2 separate regions of the Zea mays genome follow, and region 2 is linked to region 1. The links are chromatin contacts, called in public Hi-C maps. All regions are on one chromosome and are shown on one strand. Each heading gives the region's core, a stretch centred on a gene start, on an enhancer-like site or on the middle of the called end of the contact. The rest is flanking DNA. Distances are from core to core; before and after follow the strand shown. Region 1 holds the start of LOC100277826 (Tubulin binding cofactor C domain-containing protein). Region 2 holds the start of LOC100279573.

Region 1 (7,132 bases), core at 4,002-6,501:
TACATCGTCCGCAAAAAACATACACCAAAAGATATCCCCTTTATGTCCCTTGTGACCTCATCCATCACCAAGGCAAAAAGGTAAGGGCTCAAGGTTGATCCTTGATGTAGTTCTATTCTAGTCAGGAAGTCATTTGTCTCCATCACTTGTTCGAACACTAGTCACACATGGCCTTACCACCTTAATAACTATGTCGTCATGCATCGCGTTCTATGTGACAACTGACAAGCGAAGTGGCAAGTTTTATAGGACAGCGACTAGACCTGCTATGTTGTATGGTGCGACATATGCAGTAGATAAGTGTTGCAGAAATGTGTTTGTTGCATTGAATGTGGCCATACAAGGGATCGAGCCTGGAACGATGATATATGTAATAGGCTAGGGGGCCAGGGGTAACACCAATTAAAAAAAAGCTTGTCCAACATCGGTTGAGATGGTTTAAACATGTTCAATGGAGACCTCTATAGAGACACCAATGCGTAGTGGGATTCTAAGGCACGATAGCAATAGAAAGAGAGACAGGGAAAGGCTCAAGTTGACATGGTAAGAAACAATAAAAGAAGACATGAAAGAATATAATATAACCAAAGATTTAACCTTCAATAGGAGTGCATGTAAAACAGTTGAACCTTGACTTTGAGTTTTAACTCTAGCCTACCCCAACCTGCTTGGGACTAAAAGGCTTTGTTGTTGATGATGATGATAATTAAACAAAGTAATAGTCAAATGTGACAGTTAAAGAAAAAAGTAGAGATAAATCCATAGTTTATACTTATAAATTTTGAAATCCATCTTTGCATATTTGATGAGGATAACAATCCAAAACTTTGTTAAAGGAGAAAGATTAAAATCTGTCAATGGCCATTATCCAGAAGTTAGCTATTAAAACAATCAACGTACCTTTATTGAATTCCCTTTGACATCAGATGCATGCTTGACAACAGAGGTTTTGGAAAAGCCCTCCACAAACGTTACATTTCTGTAGTATGCAGGATTAGCACTTGGTGTGCTGTTCCGTGAGTGACTTGTATTGGCCTCAGCCATGGTCACATCAAGATCAGACATGGTTTGCTGGTTGCTTTCCTTAGCTACGGACCTCTCAGAAGAATATTCCAGCGAAAAAGCTATGTTCTGTGACATCCAATCAAGAACCTGAGCAGCAGGGACAGGCACAGCAGGCATGTCTGGGTCTGAGTTTGCAAAAAATGTAGCAGCCTGGCTTAAGGAAGTTCCTTCTGAGAACTGAACTAGAAATCCAAGGTGCTCAAAAGTCTCCATTGTCAATACCTGCGTAAAAATCAATGCAAAAAAATGGTCAACAACTCTTTTGAGTCAGCATTCTGCAACACAATGGTCTTATCACAAGCAGTTTTGCCCCCACATTGAAGAGTAAGGCATACAGTACAGACATCAATATCATCTTTCATGTGTCCATTTGTAAAAAAACAGACGACATTTTCTTCAAGGCCTAATTAAAGTTTCTATGTCAAAACCTAAAAACACAATTACTTTCAAAACAATATCCTAACGGGAAATTTTGCTACAGGACACAAAGTGAAGGCGCTTTGCTGGTGGACACTCTGGTTCATGACGAATTTACTGGAAGACACTGCATCCATTAAATATTCACTTCTGGCTCGGGATGAGAGAAAATTACGATGGAAATGACGCTTTCACCCCTGTCCCTTTCTTCTTCCCTACTCCATTTCAATTCTCTCTTTCCTCCCATTTATCTCCCTTTGCGGTGTGAGCATTGGCCGTCAGATGGGGCCTCGCCAGCGGCAATGTGCAACCTGAAGGGCTACTCCGTCACCTAGCGCACTCGTTGGTAGCCAGCAGCAAGCCAACCATGGGCAAAGGCAGCACAACAGTGGTACGGTGGCAAAGGGGGTGTGGGCGGCGGTGTGGCGTACAGAGGCACAGACCAGGTGTGCAAGGATGTGAGGCTCAGCCTGGCATCGGAGCTAAGCAAGCGACAACCATCAGGCAGGGTGGCAACCGAATCAGCATGGCACCTCCCAAGCTCGTCACCATAATCATGCTAAATTCATACAGCACCGCTCATCAATTCAGTGCACACAATGCACCCCCAATCTAGGCACACATGCTCAATCCAGTTGTGGCCTCTCCTCGTCGACTCCAGAGCACTACTTCCTCGCCGGCACACTGCGCACCTCAGAAATTGTCCATGTGTACCCCTATGCCTCGCATCTCATGCGATCGTGATAACCACAGCCGCGCTGCATGCTCGAGTCCGACTGCAGCCATGCCACACGCCTGCCATGGCACCATGTCATGACCGCCTAGGTTCTACAGGAGAGAGAAAGGAGATGAAAGAGAAATAATAGAAAGGAAGGAAGAAGCGCCAGGGGTAAAAACATCATTTCACCACAATTCTCTCTCCTCCCAAGCTGAAATGGACATTTTACTGGACTTGGTGTCTTTCGGCAAAATTGTCACAAGGAAGAGTATCCACCAGCAAAATAGGACTTTTTTTGTGTCCACTGGCAAAGCGACTTCAGTTTTAGTGCCTTGTAGCATTTCCCTATCCTAAAAAAACAAAAGGATGAAATGTCATTTGGACCATATATATCACCATATGCATAAAACACCCATTCTCACTCTTCTATATTTGATTCTTAAGATTAGTTGTAGACATGTCAACTTGTGTCTGTATGTTTATTTCTTTCATGATAACTCACATCATATCTCATATTATACTTGGAGTGAAGACCTGCATCTAGAAAAAAGTGAAAACAGAGCCTTACGTGCAATTTTACAGGAATCACCCGTTTCTATTACTGTCTATTCTGATGTTAAAGGTTATTGTTTAACCAGCTGTTCATAATCTCAGCTTTAGCAGGAAAATCAGAAAACAAAACATGCCAGAGCATATTGCTCAGAAGAAATGGTGGCATACCAGTGAATCGTCACCCTCACCCTCAACAGAATCTGCCAAGAGAGTAAGAATATTCGCCATATGCTTTTGCAGAAAGGACAACTGATGAATTTCTTCATCAGCTTGAGAAGGCATAAAACGGCGGCTGTTGCTGCGAACAAGCTGCAAAAAATATAAATTGAAATAATTAAAGGCATGTCAGAGATGATTTTGAATAGCCAATCTAACCATTTGAAATGGAAGATGGCAGCACAGCTAAAACTGACTAGGGAAATATATGCTACAGCCAATAACAAAGATACAACTATAGAAGTAAATGAAACCTTATTTGACAAAGCTCCCAGTGCAGCTCCTAGATTAAAAGATATTATATAGAAGATTGTATGAAGTGATTGTCTGGAAATGAAACAAGGGCTGGGAGCTAAAAAAATAGTTTCTCCTGATTCACTTCCACATAGAATCACTTCTTTGGTAGAGTTTATCTTATTGAATCATAGAGAACCACTTTGTCACAAAATCACTTCTCTAGGAGAATCTCTCACTTCCCACAGAGCATTAGAATCAAGAAGAGCTCTACCGAAGTGAATCACAATTCACAAAAGATAAATTGTATCACCATGTCTCGAAATGAAAAAGGAAAGGTTGATTAACTCTTTATGTTGTGGATTCGGTCTGGGTGCCGAATAGCTATAGCTGTCATTTTGACTTTTGAGTAAAAAATGCTGCTTCAGAAAAACATGAAACTGGAACCTAAAGTATAAATTGTGAATAGCTCTCTATACAAAAAAAAAAGATCAAACACTCTGCAGGCAAGGAACCTATGGGAGTTAGTGCACAGTGGGTACTATTTACAATTAGCATACAAATTTAAATGTTGTGGACATATGGATTTAAGAAATTATCAGTTCTTATATTCACCATTCAAAACAGAGAACCAGGCATACTTCAGACCATAAGATGATCTGTGCAGTGTAGTCTGAGTGACACTGTTTGTTTCATGGGGAATTCACTTGCAGCTATTTAAATCCTATGATCAGGTGTAAATCTATATGAAACAGAGAGTCTAGATTTGCTAGTGAGGAAATTGCACTGCTATAAGGGCATGGAATATGATACAATTATCAAGCAGTGGTTATTGAAGTGAAATTCAGCCAAAATCAGAAGCTCTAATCTACTTACAGCATGTATGTATGCTAAGTAATTTGCAGATATATGGCAACTTAATGAAACCAAGCGACCGTATAATTGCTATACTAGGTATAGCAATCATAGACCACTATAGTCTTCAGTCATGATATCTCTTGCTGAACATGAAGTCTACAAGGGCTGGAGTTGAGTTTATGGAATTCCATTTTTAGCAGTCAAATGCCTTGGCTGGATATTTTTCTAGAGCAGCATCACATGATAACAGGGTGGCAATAGTCTCTTTGATGGGTCTGACATCACTTGTCGAAGATGTCAAAAACAGCATTTTGACAGTGCTAGGTTCCTATGGTGAGGTGTGCCATGGGTGTGTGCCATCGAGAATACCAACAGGCAGGCCTCCAGTATAGCACAATTTCACTGGTCAATGAACCATATTCAAGGTTTGGTTGTTGCCGGGTACAGGGGGCACAGTGCACCGTGCCACCGTCCCACGGAGATGTCGCATCTAATTCAAATGAACGTGGAACACATTATGTTCTGCATCGACTACTAGCGCTCGCATCACAATCTTTTAAAAAAACGATCACACGAACGAGATGTGTTAATCCTGACCTGGATCGGGGAGAGCGCGGAGAGGTACCCATCGAACGCGGAGGTGGACGGCCAGACGTCCGCCACGGCGGGCGAGTCCTTGTGCGCGCTCCGCGGAACGAGGCGCTTGTAAGACTGGATATAGAGGAAGAGCAGCACGTCGCGGATGTCGGCGGCAGCACCATCCATGGCGCCGTCCCCAAGCACGGGGTCCTCGGCCGGGAGCACCGCCGCGAGCGTGCCGAGGGCGAGCGCCGCCTGCTCCTGCGGGATCTGCAGCGCCTCAGCCAGGGCCGCAGCGCGCACGCGCCCGTCGGGGACTGAGGCGGCGAGCTTCTCCTTGAGCTGGGCGAGGGTCTGCGCTAGCATGCCCTCCGGGAAGATGAGCTTGGGGATGGGCAGGAGCCCATGCTCGAACGCCTCCCGACGCGGGCGGAGCAGCGCCGCGGGGGACGAGGTGGCGGGGGCCGGCGGCGTCGCTGGGGCCAGAGACGGAGACGGGGCCGCGTCTGGCGGCTGGTCCAGGGCCTCGTCGGCCATAGCGGCGACGCGAGGGGTGGGGCGTGGAGGACGAAGGGAAGATCTGCGAGTGCGGCGTCGGAATGGCGAGGATCGGAGGAAGTGACTCGACGGGGGGGCTTTTTTTCCATTTTTTTAAAGGGTAGTTTGGGGATTTCTAATCTGATTTGGCTCCTAGACGGGATTAGCAGGATTTTCATGTTAAAAAAATCACAATTACGTAGCTAACAAATAGCAGTCTAACTATTAGATGATTTTAGATAGGTTGAACGGGCTAATAAATTAATGAGTAGTTGAGAGTGCATCTGATAATTAGCTGGTGGAGTTTGGATGTCTCTAGCTAAAAACAACTAATATTTAAATTATTAGTTGGGCTGTATGGAGTGTTTGAATGCACTATAACTAATAGTTAGTTGACTAAAAATTATTAGTGGAATTAGCTAGCTAACAAATAACTACCTAACTATTAACTAATTTACTAAAAATAGATAATAGCTTAACTATTAGCTAGGGTGTTTGGATGTTTCAACTAATTTTAGTCACTAACTATTATCTCTATTGCATTCAAACACCCCCATAGATGTCTTCAACTAATTTTATCTGCTAACTATTAGTTCGAATACATTTAAATAAGACCTAAGTCTAACTAATAAATGATTCGGCGTGTGATGCTACCGTATATATTTGCTAATCATAATTAATTAGGTTTAATAAATTTGTCTTAGTGTTTAATCTTCATATGTATAATTAGTTTTGTAATTAGATTATATTTAAAACTTGTAATTGACATACAAACATCTGATGTGATATATAACCTGTTTGTTTAAGATTGTAATCTGCTTAGATTATATAATCTAATTTATTCCGAGTTAAACGGTAGTTCAAAATAAGTTAGAATATATCACCTGGACAGATTATAATCCCAAATAAATAGGTCCATAAACTAAACTTTAGTCAAGAAAACCAAACACCCTCTTAGACCAACTCTAATAGTTTTACTTCTGCATCGGAAACGTCCTTCTGTTCGTGCGTACCATCGTCAACAGTCCATCGATGGTCAACCCATTCCAGCAGCCTTTTGATCAAGCTCCATATCGCTCTTCGCCTTTAGGTGATGGTTGTCGTGTGCGTCACTGGAGCGAAGGCAATAGTAAGGAATGCAACATGAAAGTTGTCGCAGAGGCCACGCACACGAACGCAGTCCTTGAACGTCTTGTGCACGGTGCGAATCACCGTGTCGTTGTGTAGAGAACCATTGTGCGCTCGCATGCACTGCTGCTCAGAAGGCAACAAGGAGGACCCAATCGAAGAGTGCCGCTAAGGCGAGATTCGGCTAGAGAGAGCGTGTGGCGTCCTTAGTGTGCTTGAAAGGAAAATGGGCGTCCTTAGTGTGCTTGAAAGGAAAATGGGCGTTAAGCCATTCCTATATTAGTTTTGGTGTTTGATTATCATCATAACCCAATAAAATAACTAGTTTGCTAATTGTTTGATCATAGGATCAAGAAATTAAATTTTATCCAATATAGAAATACAGCTTAGACAGTGAAAATGGCATATTGAATAAGAGATGGACTTTAGATTAATTTGGTGTTTTTTATCACCTACTAAAATACATGCTTGGGTATATAACAAGGCAACATAATCAGACTGTATATCTTTCCCTTTACCATATCAAATATGACAAGGTAAGGGGAGAAGGTTATTAAGGAAAATGAACACAATGAACAATGATGGAATGTTCTCTTTTATTAGTATGTGTCGTCTCTTTATGGGGTTACCTTCATGTCGTTGCTTGACCACACGAATGATGTTACAAAATGGGAGCTTCAGAATCAGAGCTCACAGACCGAGACGAGCATCCCCTTAAATGCGGGCACTTTAGACCTACTTATAGGGACCTGTTCATGTACACCTTCATATAAAATTACATTTATAACACGATTTCTGTTTACAAAGTCTATAGGGTGCATAAGAGGT
Region 2 (6,921 bases), core at 548-3,047, 550 kb before region 1:
CGCCCTTAACTGCTGTTGGCAGCACTTTTTGGCATTCTGGAATTGAGAGGCCCCTAAAACGAATACCCTGGATAGAAAAGAAGTCGTTATTAGCGCATGAATGATGTGATTCATTGCTTCACTTTGAAATTCATAAATATGTTAATGTCAAAACTAGATTATTACATCAAAAAACAAAGATGATGAGTGATGTACGTCCAGCCATTCAGGTTTGACAAGCTCCAAATTAACCCAAATAAAGAAACAAGAAATGCAGCTACCATGCTAAAAAACGCTTAACCTTCAAGGCTTCAACTACAGCAAATTCGTGTGTTATTAAAAAAACCCATGCATCTTCTGTAGATCTTGTGTAATACTGAATTAAATTTGGAACAGTGTACATATTTTGACATAGAGTGGGCACGAGCTAATAGTACACTATGCTAACATAGCATCATGAAGAGGATGCTTGCAAGATTACCTCCTCTGGATCAAGTAGGGATGTTTCCCAAAGCATTCCAGTCATCCCTCTCATTCCACCAAGGACCTGGAGGAACATCATTCAGGAATTTCCCAGGATAAGTTAGTATATGCTATAAAAGCAACAAAACTATCCATAGACAATTGATAAGCAATATATCATACCATATCCACAGTTATGTTTCCAAGCTGGGTCTTTCCATGCTCTGACTTGAGCTTCTTTAAGCGATCCTGTAACAAAACAGACTAACATATGAGAACAGCAAGGCCAGATGAAGACAGGTGGGTAGATAAACAAAGTACAAAGTAGATTTTCATAATAAACTTTTATTATTCTAAATTTGCCAACTACAGCTAGGTGCAAAACTAAAGTCGTGCAGACATGTTCCTGCATGCATTTGAGGTGAAAATGTATTGAACACAGAAATAATGAGCTAAAGGAAAAGGGATTGACACATGACACCATTCTCTATTAGCTGCTATTGGCTAAAAGAACAGAAGATAAAGGCATCAGATACCCCCCAAGAACTTTTCGACTTTACAAGATTTACAGATAGTCTACGCGCAGCAAACCTGTTGTTCCGGAATCAATTCCTGCAACTGGGACTTAAGATCCTGCATTTGCAGAAACACAATCAGCATGCTATCCAGAGTACACAAAACTCTACCACAAGGCATAACAGGAAGACGAACTGTCTTACGAGATCGGACGCGCTCTGCATCTGCAGCCACCTCACACCCCCCAGCGTGGTGGCCTCCTGCGCCTGGCAACACGAGCAGCACGGGGAAAAAATATCAGCACGACAACCCCCACAACCGGTGAAGCAGCATACATACACACAGACACGAAGACAAAGCGCCACCGCTACACGGACCACTCACCATGCGTGATCGCAGTCTCGAGACTGCGGTGAGGCCCCGATAGAACGCCATGGCCGGAGCGCTCGGCTACCACCGCACCTGCACAGACACAGCAACCAAACAAATAGAGGATCCCATCAGGTCACCGCCGCAGCCGAATTTGACCGAGACCCCAGAGAAGAAATTAGGGGAAGCAAACGGATAATTACTACTCGGCTCCGTCCCACCACGCAGCGAAAGAATCCGCGGCTGAGCGGGGGGCAGATCGGAGACGAAGATGAGGCTGGATTCGAGGGCTCGCGATGGGGAAGAGATCCCAATCCCAGCGAATAAAACGAACATTAGGCCTAGACTTGCTTACCAAGGAACGGAGAAATGAACCCGGGCTGGCGACGACGGCGCGCGTGTTCCGCGGCGAGGGAGGAGGGGAGCCTCTTGAGTCCTGACAAGTTGGGGCGGGGGGAATGGGACCGGTCGTCGTCCTCCACCGGTTGGTGAGGGGCGAGCCGAATATATATTGGAGTACCATTCCATTTCCAGATGCCGGACCCGGACACATGCACATGGCCCCCATTAACTTCAACTTTTTGCCAATTTGGAGACTCAGAACTTTGAAGAAATCTGAAATCGAAATGGCATATCCAAATTTGTAAACAAACGGTTCAAACCATATTATGGTCATTTTTGTGAGTTATGCGTTGGATTTTTGAGATACTGGAGACGGTGGGGCAAAGATACCTGAGACACCAATTCTGTTCTACTATCTTATGGTACAAAAGGTTCTTTTTCTCTTCAGTACATCCATGAAAGGCTGTTTCAAGTCTCAGCGGAGACCGAAAGAGGTAGAAAAGAACACAGATTGGACTTTTAAGCTCCAGCCATATATATATATATATATATGAATGTCACCCCTTTCAGTCCTCCGTAATATGGGATTTTATACATGGATGGAAAGGCGCTTCAGGGCTGTAGTCACAAATTAATAATATGTAAAATGAAGAATAGAACACTGAACACACAACTGCAAATTAAAAACAAAATCTGATGCAACGCGTACCTCTTCCATATTTCGATTCCACAAGAAAGAAAAGGGGCATCGGTTTTTGGCTCTCGTGAGCAAACACATGATCCTGGTTGTTTAGAAAGGTTGATCGAATAATCTGTAGGTGAATGATTTGAATTTGGTAGCTAGGTCACACTTTGCCACCTAGAAAGTGAGACGGCTTCACACTTTTCATGGAAAAAAGAATGAAATCCTGATCGTTGAAGATTACGTCTCTATCTCTATGAGTTTTCTTCGTGCCTCTCCGGCTCTCCCCGTCCCCTCCGCGCGTTCCTTGCAGCGTCAGCGTTTCGTGCAGGCGCGGACAATACCCAAAATAATGTGCAGGAGACAATACCCAAAATAATTAGTGTTTTTCTTTACTTCTTTATAGCATGAGTGTTGGAAGTCAAAACGACCGGCGCGGACGGTCCGAACCTGAGGCCGAACGGTCCGCGGTCCAGACTGTCCGCGGTGATGGCGCGGACGGTCCGCGCGTGCGCAGAGTCAGTTAGGGTTCCTAATTTCTCGTGAAATTTGTTACCTAAAACCATGGGATTGACTCGGAAATCAATTCAAAGCGGATCCAGACCTCCCCCTTATATAGATGAAGGGCTACGGCCGATTGAACCCCCTAACAATCGAATCAATACCACTTCTATTTCGCATTTATTTCCAGCACAATTATGAGTAATTCTAGTCTAGTTCTAGTTTAGCCTCTCGATCCCCAAATTCTTCGCCTCTCTTCGACTCTACGCCGATTAGAGGAGTCTAGGTCGGCCGGCCCGAGGCTAGACAACCCCTAGGATCTCTCCTCCCCGACGGGGTCCCTCCCAGGAGTGAGATCCAGGCGCCGCCGGCGACCTTCGCCGCCCCTGCGCAGGCGCGGACCGTCCGGCCATCAGGCAGGGAACGCCAGCCCCTGTACCAGGTCGCGGACCGTCCAGCCCCTGGTCGCGGACCGTCCGCGCCTCTGCAGAAGGCACCGCCACCGATTCTCACGCAGTGTTTGGCGCCCGAAAAAGATGTCAACATACTTTTGGCGACTCCGCTAGGGAATAGGTGTCTAGACCTGCTAAAAATCGGCCCATAGATGGCCGGTTCGAAGGATCACACCAAGATCTCCACCACCAACATCATCAAGCCAGCCATGGAGGCGCTCCCGGCTGATGACCAAAGACCCTTTGAAGACCTCGTAATGCGCGATGAGAAGGAGGTGATGCGGCAATGGAACGAACAACGCGACAAGGAAGAGGCGGAACTGCTGCATAAACTCTCTGAACGGCGCAAGGAGGCGGCAGAAAAGTATTTGTCACACTTCACAGTGGATCGCCACCAGAAGATCATCCGTCAAGGGGAGATCGATATGGAATCTCTCCTACCTCCACTTCAGGGTCCCGCTGTAAGTACTCCAGATCTATCTCTTACGACTTTCATGGATCAACGAGGAGATCAGTTAAAGCAATATGTAGATGAATCTATTAAAATGCATCTACGTTCATACGAGAAATCAGCTGCTCCTATCTTTCCATCGCAAGAGTCTAATACAGAGCCACCCGCGTCAAACACATCGGCTATAAATGGGTCACCCTTGACCCAGCCATCATATGGTATGCCGATGCACACTTTCGTGCCACCATCACAGCCACAACCACTAGGCACGCGACAAGTACTGGACGCGGCCGGACCGTTCGAGCATCATCTCAGACAGTCTAGTTATACCGTGGACCGTCCGGCGTATTTCGCCGGACCGTCCGACCAGATGCAGGCCCGCACACAAACCGCCCAGGTCGCACCATACATGGCCGGACCATCAGGGTACAACCCCGAACAATTCGGCCCCATCACGGACCGTCCGGTGCATCACACCGGACCGTCTGGATATGTTGCGGACCGTCCGCTATCTTACGTCGGACCGTCCGGATATGGCATGAACCGGCCAACGTATTACCGGACCATCCGACTCTACACGAGTCCACGCGCAGACTGCCCAAGTCGCGCCATATATGACCGATCCGTCCGGGTACAGCCTTGGACCATTCGGCCCGATCACGGACCGTCGAGTTCTTTACGACAGACGGTCTGGGTACGAGACTACCCAGGTAGCACCATATACGGCTGGACAATCTGGATATACCTTCGGACCATTTGGCCAGGTCACGGACCATCCGGCCTTTTACGCCGGACCGTCTGGATATGCGTACGCAGAGCCGAGAGCTGCGCAGTACGCACAATTTCCACATTCATCGCAACAACATTATGGTGCCCCACCAGCAACACATTATAATCATACCATACCACCTCATGGACATAGGGCTGAATACTGTTCGGCCACAAGAGAGCCTGAGAGGTATAGGGCAGGAGCTGGTGACATTAATAGGACACCTAACACACACATCAAACATCCCTGGGAGGAAAGTCGACAGAGTGATGTCAGGCAACCTGAGATTTCCACCCACAAACTCAATGGATGGTCGCCAGACATGGCGGAGAGGATCAGAGACGAGGTAGCCGGGATGTTCAGGGACAAACTCGGTGTTAGTGTGTCAGGTACAGGGCAATCGTATCAGAAGCCTTATAGCCACCGATTCGACACCGTGCTGTATCCACAGGGAACTAGAATACCAGACTTCTCTAAATTTTCTGGTGAAGGTGGGAAAAGCACACACGAACATATTAGCCAATTCATAGCACACTTGGGAGAATTGGCTGATGGGGAAGCCTACCGCGTTCGTTTATTCTTGTTGTCCCTTACCGATACTGCATTTGCATGGTACGCAGCTTTGCCACCAAACTCTATTAACTCTTGGGAAGAATTAGGGCAGAAATTTCATGAACACTTCTTCTCAGGAGAACATGAATTAGAATTGGCTGACTTAGCTTCAGTCCGACAGGGGCCTGAAGAATCGGTTAATGACTATATCCAAAGGTTCCGGGACACTAGAAACCGATGCTTTCAGATTCATGTCGCAGAAAAACAACTAACAGGGCTGGCTTTCAATGGGTTGCGACCCTACTTAAAAGAAAAATTAGATGGCACCCCATTCTTTTCGCTAGTGCACTTGCACCAGCGGGGTATGACATGTGAAAGCCGAAGTAAGGAAACATCAAAATCGGCTAGCCATAAGATGCATCTAGTGGGATACGATAATTCAGACGATGAATCCACGGATGTATACACCGCCGAACTGGTTTGGCCAGGACAGGCTAAACCTTCCGCATGTTCTGCTTTACAGTCGATTCGAAAGAATCGACAAGAAGAAGTTAAGTTTACTTTTAATGTTGCCAAATGCGATAAAATATTTGACGAGTTACTAAAAAATGGCAACATTAAATTAACTCATACTATTCCTGCTCCTGATGAATTAAAAAGGTGTGCTTATTGTAAGTGGCATAATTCTTTTTCTCATGCCACCAATAATTGTAATGTTTTTCGTCGACAAATACAATCGGCCATAAATGAGGGTCGATTGGCTTTTCAGGAGATGCAAGTAGACACACAACCTTTTCCTGTTAATACAATAGAACTCGCATGCAAAAATGTCTTGGTTCGGACTGAAATGGCCGATAAAGGCAAAGGCAAGGGCATCGTCATTAACAATCCTCGCATGTCAATCATATCACAAAAGGAGATTGCTCAAAAGGCTTCGGACGAGAAGGCTAAAAAGTCCGAAGACGCCGGGGGGCAGGCACAATTAATGAACCAAACACATCAGCCTGGCCCGAGCATCGCAGATGGTCCTGCACCTACGTGCGGACGGTCCGGTGCTCAGACAAACGGTCCGGCTAACTCAGCCGGACAGTCCACCTATGACCAAAGGCATCAGCCTTTACACGAGGCAAGGAAAAAGATGCAAGGGCAAAGCACATATAGTTAGCTGATCAAAGCCGACCCTACTTTTGATCAGTTGCTCTCCAAAAATGCTAGCAAAAAGACTATTCCACGTGATCGGTCAACGAAGAAACCCCGGTCACCTGCTAAATCGAAATGGTCGAACAAAACGGCCCAAAAGGCGACGCGACAAGCATCGCCTGTTTACCCTATGAGACCAGGGTACTTTCCACCCGTTTATTCATCGTCGGTATATTGTCCTACTCAAATGTGGAATGGCACAACGATGAATCCATGGTACATGTATAGTCCCTTTGTCTATCCAGGCTGGGGGGCACCTCCATTCTATTCATTTTGATCCAGTGATCAAATGGTCATGGCCGAGAAAGATACAATCCAAAACGGCCTTTATACATTGGTGCTTTATTGGATGATCTCTATTTTGAAAAGCCGATGACTTACATCATGTTTAGTTCATATGCTTTTGGTTCGTCAACCTTCACCAAAAGGCAGGGGGGCATATGTTGGAAGTCAAAAGGAGCCGCGCGGACGGTGCGACCTTAAGGCCGGACGGTCCGCGGTCTGGACTGTCCGCGGTGGTGGCGCGGACGGTCCGCGCGTGCGCAGAGTCAGTTAGGGTTCCTAGTTTCTTGCGGGATTTGTTACCTAAAACCGTGGGATTGACTCGGAAATCAGTTCGAAGCGGATCCAGACCTCCCCCTTTATA

What was found. Hi-C and Micro-C count contacts between places; a contact is called where the count stands out from the background.
Region 2: a contact with region 1 is called in a Hi-C map of leaf, with 5 times the contacts expected there. The contact joins the promoter of LOC100279573 here to the promoter of LOC100277826 in region 1. A contact is called at or near these places in 2 of 25 Hi-C or Micro-C datasets (leaf and tassel).

What each region holds. Positions count from the first base shown.
Region 1 is chr5:125,779,361-125,786,492 of Zm-B73-REFERENCE-NAM-5.0, reverse strand. It overlaps LOC100277826 (Tubulin binding cofactor C domain-containing protein), which reads right to left and starts at 5,251. Exons shown (of 9, transcript NM_001412165.1): 1 at 4,658-5,251; 2 at 2,921-3,061; 3 at 901-1,287. The coding sequence starts at 5,176.
Region 2 is chr5:126,321,731-126,328,651 of Zm-B73-REFERENCE-NAM-5.0, reverse strand. It overlaps LOC100279573, which reads right to left and starts at 1,797. Exons shown (of 20, transcript NM_001155598.2): 1 at 1,682-1,797; 2 at 1,342-1,419; 3 at 1,161-1,223; 4 at 1,033-1,074; 5 at 625-690; 6 at 461-526; 7 at 1-67. The coding sequence starts at 1,392.